Linked DNA regions of Mus musculus: region 2 is linked to region 1. The links are chromatin contacts, called in public Hi-C maps. All regions are on one chromosome and are shown on one strand. Each heading gives the region's core, a stretch centred on a gene start, on an enhancer-like site or on the middle of the called end of the contact. The rest is flanking DNA. Distances are from core to core; before and after follow the strand shown. Region 1 has its middle 24 kb from the start of Gm33781. Region 2 has its middle 120 kb from the start of Slc41a2.

Evidence for each region. Hi-C and Micro-C count contacts between places; a contact is called where the count stands out from the background.
Region 2: a contact with region 1 is called in a Hi-C map of bone marrow-derived macrophages, with 35 read pairs. The contact joins two enhancer-like sites. A contact is called at or near these places in 2 of 39 promoter capture datasets (frontonasal cranial neural crest and hematopoietic stem and progenitor cells), 1 of 484 Hi-C or Micro-C datasets (bone marrow-derived macrophages) and 2 of 115 datasets of contacts at active chromatin or transcription factors (embryonic basal ganglia and stem cell-derived neural progenitor cells).

Annotation. Positions count from the first base shown.
Region 1 is chr10:82,957,277-82,960,951 of GRCm38.p6, reverse strand. No RefSeq gene overlaps it. Among named protein-coding and RNA genes, the nearest start is that of Gm33781, 24 kb to the right of the region's middle. Within about 2 kb of position 2,266, at least 78 of the 459 cell types and tissues checked have an H3K27ac peak or open chromatin away from gene starts, as enhancers often do. A contact at or near this core is called in bone marrow-derived macrophages, where this site is marked.
Region 2 is chr10:83,219,742-83,223,186 of GRCm38.p6, reverse strand. No RefSeq gene overlaps it. Among named protein-coding and RNA genes, the nearest start is that of Slc41a2, 120 kb to the left of the region's middle. Within about 2 kb of position 1,431, at least 7 of the 459 cell types and tissues checked have an H3K27ac peak or open chromatin away from gene starts, as enhancers often do. A contact at or near this core is called in bone marrow-derived macrophages, where this site is marked.

The DNA.
Region 1 (3,675 bases), core at 1,017-3,516:
TGCCACCCAGCTGAGGATCCTTTTGTATTCCAACCTCCCTGTGAATCTGATGTTCTACAGGGTTCCCGAGACATGTGAGTCAGAAAGACAGGCGGATCACCACCATCTTTGTAGTTACCTTAATTATTGCTCTGATTCTACTTTATTATTATTTTTTTTTTTAATTATTACTCTGACTCTACCAAACCCACCTATTCGGCCCTTCTTATTGCACACCCCACCCCACCCCCACCCCGCTGCCGCCCATGCCCATGAAAATTCCCCTTTCTCCACAACCCAGACAGGTGTTAGAACAACACCGTTTGTGCCAAACGATGCAGGGGTAACAGGGAATTCTGGATTCTTCAAGACCTGGTTGTAATCCCACAACAGAATCTTTGAAGAGTTACTTTATTTACATTGCTTTATTTTATTTTATTTTGGCTCCCTGGGTTGTCAGCTTTAGAAACTTCAGCCACAGTGAATTAAGAAACAGAAACAGTTCCGTCAGTGAAGCATGGGGACTAGAGTATTGAGTCTCAGTACCCACACATGAAATGAGGACTAGAGTATTGAGTCTCAGTACCCACACATGAAATGAGGACTAGAGTATTGAGTCTCAGTACCCACACATGAAATGGGGACTAGAGTATTGAGTCTCAGTACCCACACATGAAATGGGGACTAGAGTATTGAGTCTCAGTACCCACACATGAAATGGGGACTAGAGTATTGAGTCTCAGTACCCACACATGAAATGAGGACTAGAGTATTGAGTCTCAGTACCCACACATGAAATGGGGACTAGAGTATTGAGTCTCAGTACCCACACATGAAATGAGGACTAGAGTATTGAGTCTCAGTACCCACACATGAAATGGGGACTAGAGTATTGAGTCTCAGTACCCACACATGAAACATGCAGATGAAAATACCAGGGGCAGGGGGAGATGCAAAACAACTGGGACAGGTGTAGTCTTTTCTTAGGTTAAGTTTGAGACAGAGGCTTCATATGCAGTCAGTCTGCCCTCAAAACTCTCAGTTCTCCTGCACCGGCCTCTGAGAGCTGGGATTACAGATGTTACCACTCTGCCTGAATGTATGACCATGTCTTGTTTAAGGTTTTGAGATCAAGGAGTCTGGAGGGCAGGATGGAAGCTCGTCACACCAGGCTTCCACCTTAGAACGGAAGCTTCCACTGTAGCTGCATTGTGCAGATATGGTGTTATGGGGGGTTTTACAGAAGGAGACCCTTCTTGTGCAGCTGGGCTCCCAGCTCTCTTCTCCAGTGTCCTCCATATTTGTCTCTTTCCAGAGCTTCCCTGACCTTATCTTTCCTAGTCAGCCAGTGGTCTGCTTACAGCATCCTTGACCTTGGGAGTTCTATTGCTGTCAGAGGGCCATTGAAACAGTGCCACAAGCCACATGACTTAAAGCAACAGAGATTCCAAGGCTGGATCCCAAAACCAAGGCTGTTGGCAGGACTGGTTCCTTCTGGAGGATCCAAGTGGGGCAAGGACTGATGCATGCTCTTCTCCCAGATTTTGAGCTCCTGGCCATGCTGGACTTTGCTTGGTTGCATCCCTCCATCTGCTTCCATGGTCATGTGACCTTCTTCATGTCTGCTGCTGTGTCCTCAGCCATACTGTCAAATACATGGTGCTCAGTGGACCCACCCCAACCCCAACTGACATCGCTGTAATTAATATGAGCAAAGACTTTATTCTCTCTCTGTGTGTCTGTCTGTCTCTGTCTCTGTGTCTGTGTGTGTCTGTCTGTCTGTCTCTCTCTCTCCCTCCCTCTCTTTAGTTTTTTAAGACAGGGTTTCTCTATGTAGCCTCTCCTGGAACTCAGAGAGATCCACCTGCCTCTGCCTCCCAAGTGCTGGGATTAAAGGTATGCTCCACCACTGATCTCATTTTCAATTAAAATTAGACTCTGTGGTCCCAGGTGGGCATGAATTTGAAGGGACATGATAATCTATGATGTTACCAGAGTTGTTAGGGTCAGAGCCTGGCCCTGGTAACCCTGCCAAGTCTGGTTCGGACAATAGCCAATTCAACAAACACGAAAATAGCAAGATGTCAAAGAAAAGAGATTTACTCAATGTGGCCTCACTGGGAAAAGGTCTCCAGTCCTAGCTCTATCTTCTGGGTCCTAACATAAGGTCAGGGTTTAAATAGAGGGCAAAAGACAGGAATAACTAAGTAGTCAAATTGCCACACACCCTAGTACATTCACAGTCTGGGCTCTAATCTCTCCTGCAAGGCAGCCTAATGAGTCAGAACTGTGTGGTCCCTTTTGAGAGAAAAGTTCTCCCTCTGCCTGGCAAAGGACCCAGCCTATTCCTTTTCCCAGAAAGAGTTTCTGGGGGAAAATTCTACTTCCTGTTTCAATACTCTGATCGCAAAGGGAGGGGTATGGTGCCTCTTTCAAACAGCTTCATTTCTGTCTCCGTGGTTGCCAAGACAGTGAGAAGTCTGACGTCACAGGCCTGAGAGGATGACCAGCAGGGTCAGGCAAGAGTGTAGCAAGTGACCTAGGTCATTCAGGCAGCTTGGCTTCAACAACAAGCAGTGCCAGAGAAGACACTGACCAATGCTGTGTGCAGCAGGCAGCAAACCCGTGTGCTACGTAAGAAGAAATGGGGAAGAAGGACTCTTTGAGGTTCCTTCCAAGCCCACAGCTCTCAGGTGGCCCCTAGGTCCTAGGAGGAGCTGAGAGTTCTACATCTTGATACACAGGCAGCAAAGCAAGATTGAAAACCAGCTGGGCAAGCCTCAAGCTTTGAATCTCCACGTCTGACGTCAAAACTCTTCAGATCACCAACTGTTTTCTGCTTTGTTGATGACAACAGGCTTCTTCCTCATGGGCTGGCTCTACTCCCTGTTAGCAGCTCTCTTTGGCAGACATCCCACAGATCTGACATCTCCAGCATCTTAGGGTCTCCAAGGAAACCCAGGCTTCACCTTCACAGCTTCACAAAGTGACCTTTCCGGGCCTCCATTGCAGAGCCACCCCTGCTACATGCCTGGCCTCTGACTTTCCTTAGTTATGGAGGGAGGACTTCATAGCCCTTTTCTTCTATCCTTGACTCGAAAGCTAGAACCACATGGCCGAAGCTGCCAGGTTCTGTTGCTTGTTGGGGCTGGAACATGGCCCTCTGTATTAGTCAGGGTTCTCTAGAGTCACAGAACTTACGGATAGTCTCTATATAGTAAAAGAATTTATTGATGACTTACAGTCGGCAGCCCAATTGAACCATTGTTGGGTTGGTTCAATCGCAGCTGTGAATGGAAGTCCAAGGATCTAGCAGTTACTCAGTCTCACACAGCAAGCAGGCGAAGGAGCAAGAGCTAGAGCTAGACTCCCTTCTTCCAATGTCCTTATTTTGTCTCCAGCAGAAGGTGTAGCCCAGATTAAAGGTGTGTTCCTTGAACTCGGAGATTTAATCTTCTGGAATCCATAGACACTAAGGCTCAAGATCTCCATACCAAGATCCAGATCAGAAACTTCTATCTCCAAGCCTCCAGATAAGGGTCACTGGTGAGCCTTCCAATTCTGGATTGTATTTCATTCCAGATATGGTCAAGTTGACAACCAGGAATAGCCACTACACCCTCCTATTTAATTATATTTTCAATAGCTTTAGACCAGACTGGGCTTGAACTCAGAGCTCTGCAGGCCTGTTTCCTG
Region 2 (3,445 bases), core at 182-2,681, 260 kb before region 1:
GTAACCTCGCTGATGTAACATGTGCCCATAAAAAATATGTAAACTGCTTATAATAGCCATCTGAGGTTGCTTTCTAGTCACTCACCTAGAGGGACTGACTGAGGGTTGACCCCAACTCTCCAGAAAATGAACCTCTTGCTTTTTCATTGATCTGTGCATCTCAGTGTCTCACTCGGGGGCATCTTGAAGTAAGTACCACTGACCTAGGGTCGGGGGTCTTACAGTCCACTACCAAAATGTAAAGAAAGAGGGGCACACACCAGGTCAGTGTGCATGCCACATGTTAGTGTTCTGTTGCTGTGAAATGACCCAGAGACCAAGACAATGCAAAAAGAAAGCATTTAATTGGGGGATTTCCTTACAATTTCAGAGGGTGAGTTTATGACCATCATGATGGGGAGTGTGGTGGTGGCAGACAGACAGACAGACAGACAGGCAGGCAGGCAGGCATGGTGCTGGAGCAGTAGCTTACATCTTATCCACAAGTTGGAGGTTGGAGAGAGAGAGAGAGAGAGAGAGAGAGAGAGAGAGAGAGAGAGAGAGAGAAGAGGGGAGGGGAGGGGGGAGGGGAGGTGAGGGGAGCCTGGCGAAGGCTTTTGAAACCTAAAATCTCACCCCCAGTGATATACCTCTCCTAACAAAGCCATACCTCCCGATCCTTCTAAAAACAGTTCCATCAAGTAGGGACAAAGCATTAAATATAAGAGCCTATAAAGGGGAGGGGAACACCACACAATTCTCATGCAGTCCATCATGTCAAAGGAAGGTGACCGCCATTGTATGACTTGCTCAGAGCAAATGAGCAACCACTTTTGCCCTATACATCATGATTTTCTCATCCAAGCATCTTCAGTAGGAAAAGAAGCAAAATGAAGTCACATGACATATGTGATGCTATCCCTGGCTGCCATCTTGACTACATCTGGAATGAACTACAATTCAGAAATGGAGGGCACACCTGTGGTCCAGATCTCGAGACTTTTGACCCAGATCTTGACATGGAGAGCCTGAGGCATAGTGACCATGACATGCTTAAACCCAGGCAAGGTAGAACACACCTTTAATCCTAGGAGATTGAGGCAAGCAGATCTCTGAGTTCAAGATCAGCAAGTTCCAAATCCAGGCGTGGTGGTACACACCTATATTGTGAGCCACACCTTCTGCTAGAGGCCTACATAAGGACATTGAAAGAAGGAAGACTCCCTCTTCTTCACCTGTTTGCACTTACCTGCCAGCACATCTGTTGGAACTTACTTCTTCAGGATTCCAGCTTATACAGAAGACCAGCTGAAACAACTAGACTCCTGGACTGAGCAACTACTAGATTCTTGGACTTCCCATTCACATCTGCCCATTGTTGGGTTAGTTGGACTACAGACTGTAAGTCATTACAATAAATTTCCTCAATATAGGGAGAGATTGCATAAGTTCTGTGATTCTAGAGAACCCTGACTGATACAACGTAGAAAGACATTAAAGCCTAAAAGTAGCTGTGAACACATGATCAGAGAGAGGGAAGGAAAGAGGAAGAGCGGGAAGGACATTATACACAGCAAATATGTAGAAAGTATTTCCTCAAACAAAGACTGCTTTCCAAATGTTAAATCTCTTTTCGCTTGTTTAACAAATAAGTTATCCTTCCAAATCCTTTCTATTCAAATAAAAATGACAATGTCTACAGAGAAATCCTGGAGCCTGGTCCAACCCTTCCCAGGGGGTGGAAAGTTCGTCTGAACTTTACTGCAGATAACTTGTAATTTCCCAGCAACTAGGGGTTCAGGAGAGCCCCATTTAGTTCAGCCTACATGAGGGAAATTTTGAAACTAGTCTTTAAAAGCTTCTAGAAGGTTTTCTTTTGCTTTGGGACAAAGGTCTCCACTCACCTGGCATCACATCCCTCAGTGAACTGACAGATGAAGCTGGATTCCAGAATCCTAATGTTACCATCTCACATGCAGCCACGTATGTGTACATACAGGTGGGGTCATCCAATCCAGACTTATGAAATGATCTGCACACACACAGGCACATCCAACCTTTTGCTACTCCAACATGATATCATCCGCAAGCCATGCAATCTAACTACAAAAAAAACCACAAAATCTTGTGTTTAGGGAAGCCTTAGAGTGTTGTGTAAACCAGCATCCATTGCTCTCCTCGGCCACACACAGCCCATGGGCCTCAGTGGGGGTGGGGGTGGGGCACACATCTGCCTGGACAGCACAGAAAACTCCAGAAGGTAATTTGAGCTAAGAACTGTCTATGGCTTGCCACAGAGTTTCTCTTTTATTTAACTTCATTTATTTGTCTTATGTTTACAAGTGTCTTTTTTTTTTTTTTTTTTGTCTGCAGATCTGACCATGTGTGTGCCTGGTGCCTACAGAGGCCAGAGGAAGGCACTGAATTCCCTGGGACTGGAGTTACAGATGGTTGGGAGCCCTTATGTGAGTTCTGGGAATTGAACCCTGGTCCTCTGAAAGAGCAGCCAGTGCTCTTGAGCCATCTCCCTAGAGACATAGTTCCTCTTGTAATGAAACCCTTGGATATGGAGTCTGTTCCTGTAGTTATAGACAAATATTCACAGTAGAGTCATTACAAAGTATCTGAAAATGGTATTTAGCTTCTCTGGGCACTTAAGGGTTTCTACTAATAGCAATTCAAAACTCAAATAGAACTGAATGGGAAATGCCTGTTTGTGGGGAGAACAGCTTGTGGTCGGTGGCTAATTGGATCTGGCACACTCTTGTGAGTTGCTATGGCTTTGTATTAAGGAGACAGGTGTTATTGGGCATCAGTGCAACCACTATGGACCATACGGGAAGTTAAAAGAGTCTTCGTTACATGCCATACGTGAAACCACTCCTCCTCTTGACATAGAAATAGAGAAGTCCAGTGTGCCTAACAAATAACACGCGGGAAGGCCGGTGATCTACACGTGAGAAGGTGCGTGTGCCAATACGGGTTGATGATTGTAAAGATGCCAAACATTCAACGCTTAATTTATAAAATACATGCTGTCATGTACAATTCTATTTCTCCAGATATTTCATAATGTTAAGGGGAAAAGCGAGTTGTGTATGTGCACCTTAACACTCTGCCCCAACCATGTGTTCCACCGTCGTGTCCCCCCCCACACCCCGCCCCCAGGGGTCAGGGAGAAGCCAAAAAGCCAGCATGATGCAACCCAGGGAGGAGCGGCCACAGGAGGGCCACGAAGCCTCCTCAGACCTTATTCTAAGGTGAACAGAGGCAGAACTCAAGCCCTCCCTAGTCCGGCTGTTCACGTCTGCCCCTACTGGAGAAAAGAGAAACTGCAAGGAGAGCTGGAGTCACGGAGCCTGGCTGAGGGATTCCTGTCTCTATGGAAGATGAGGAAGGGCAAAGGGTCCCACAAGGAGGCCCGCAGGGATGAAGGAAGGTCCATTGAGATCCATCTGTCTTGGGA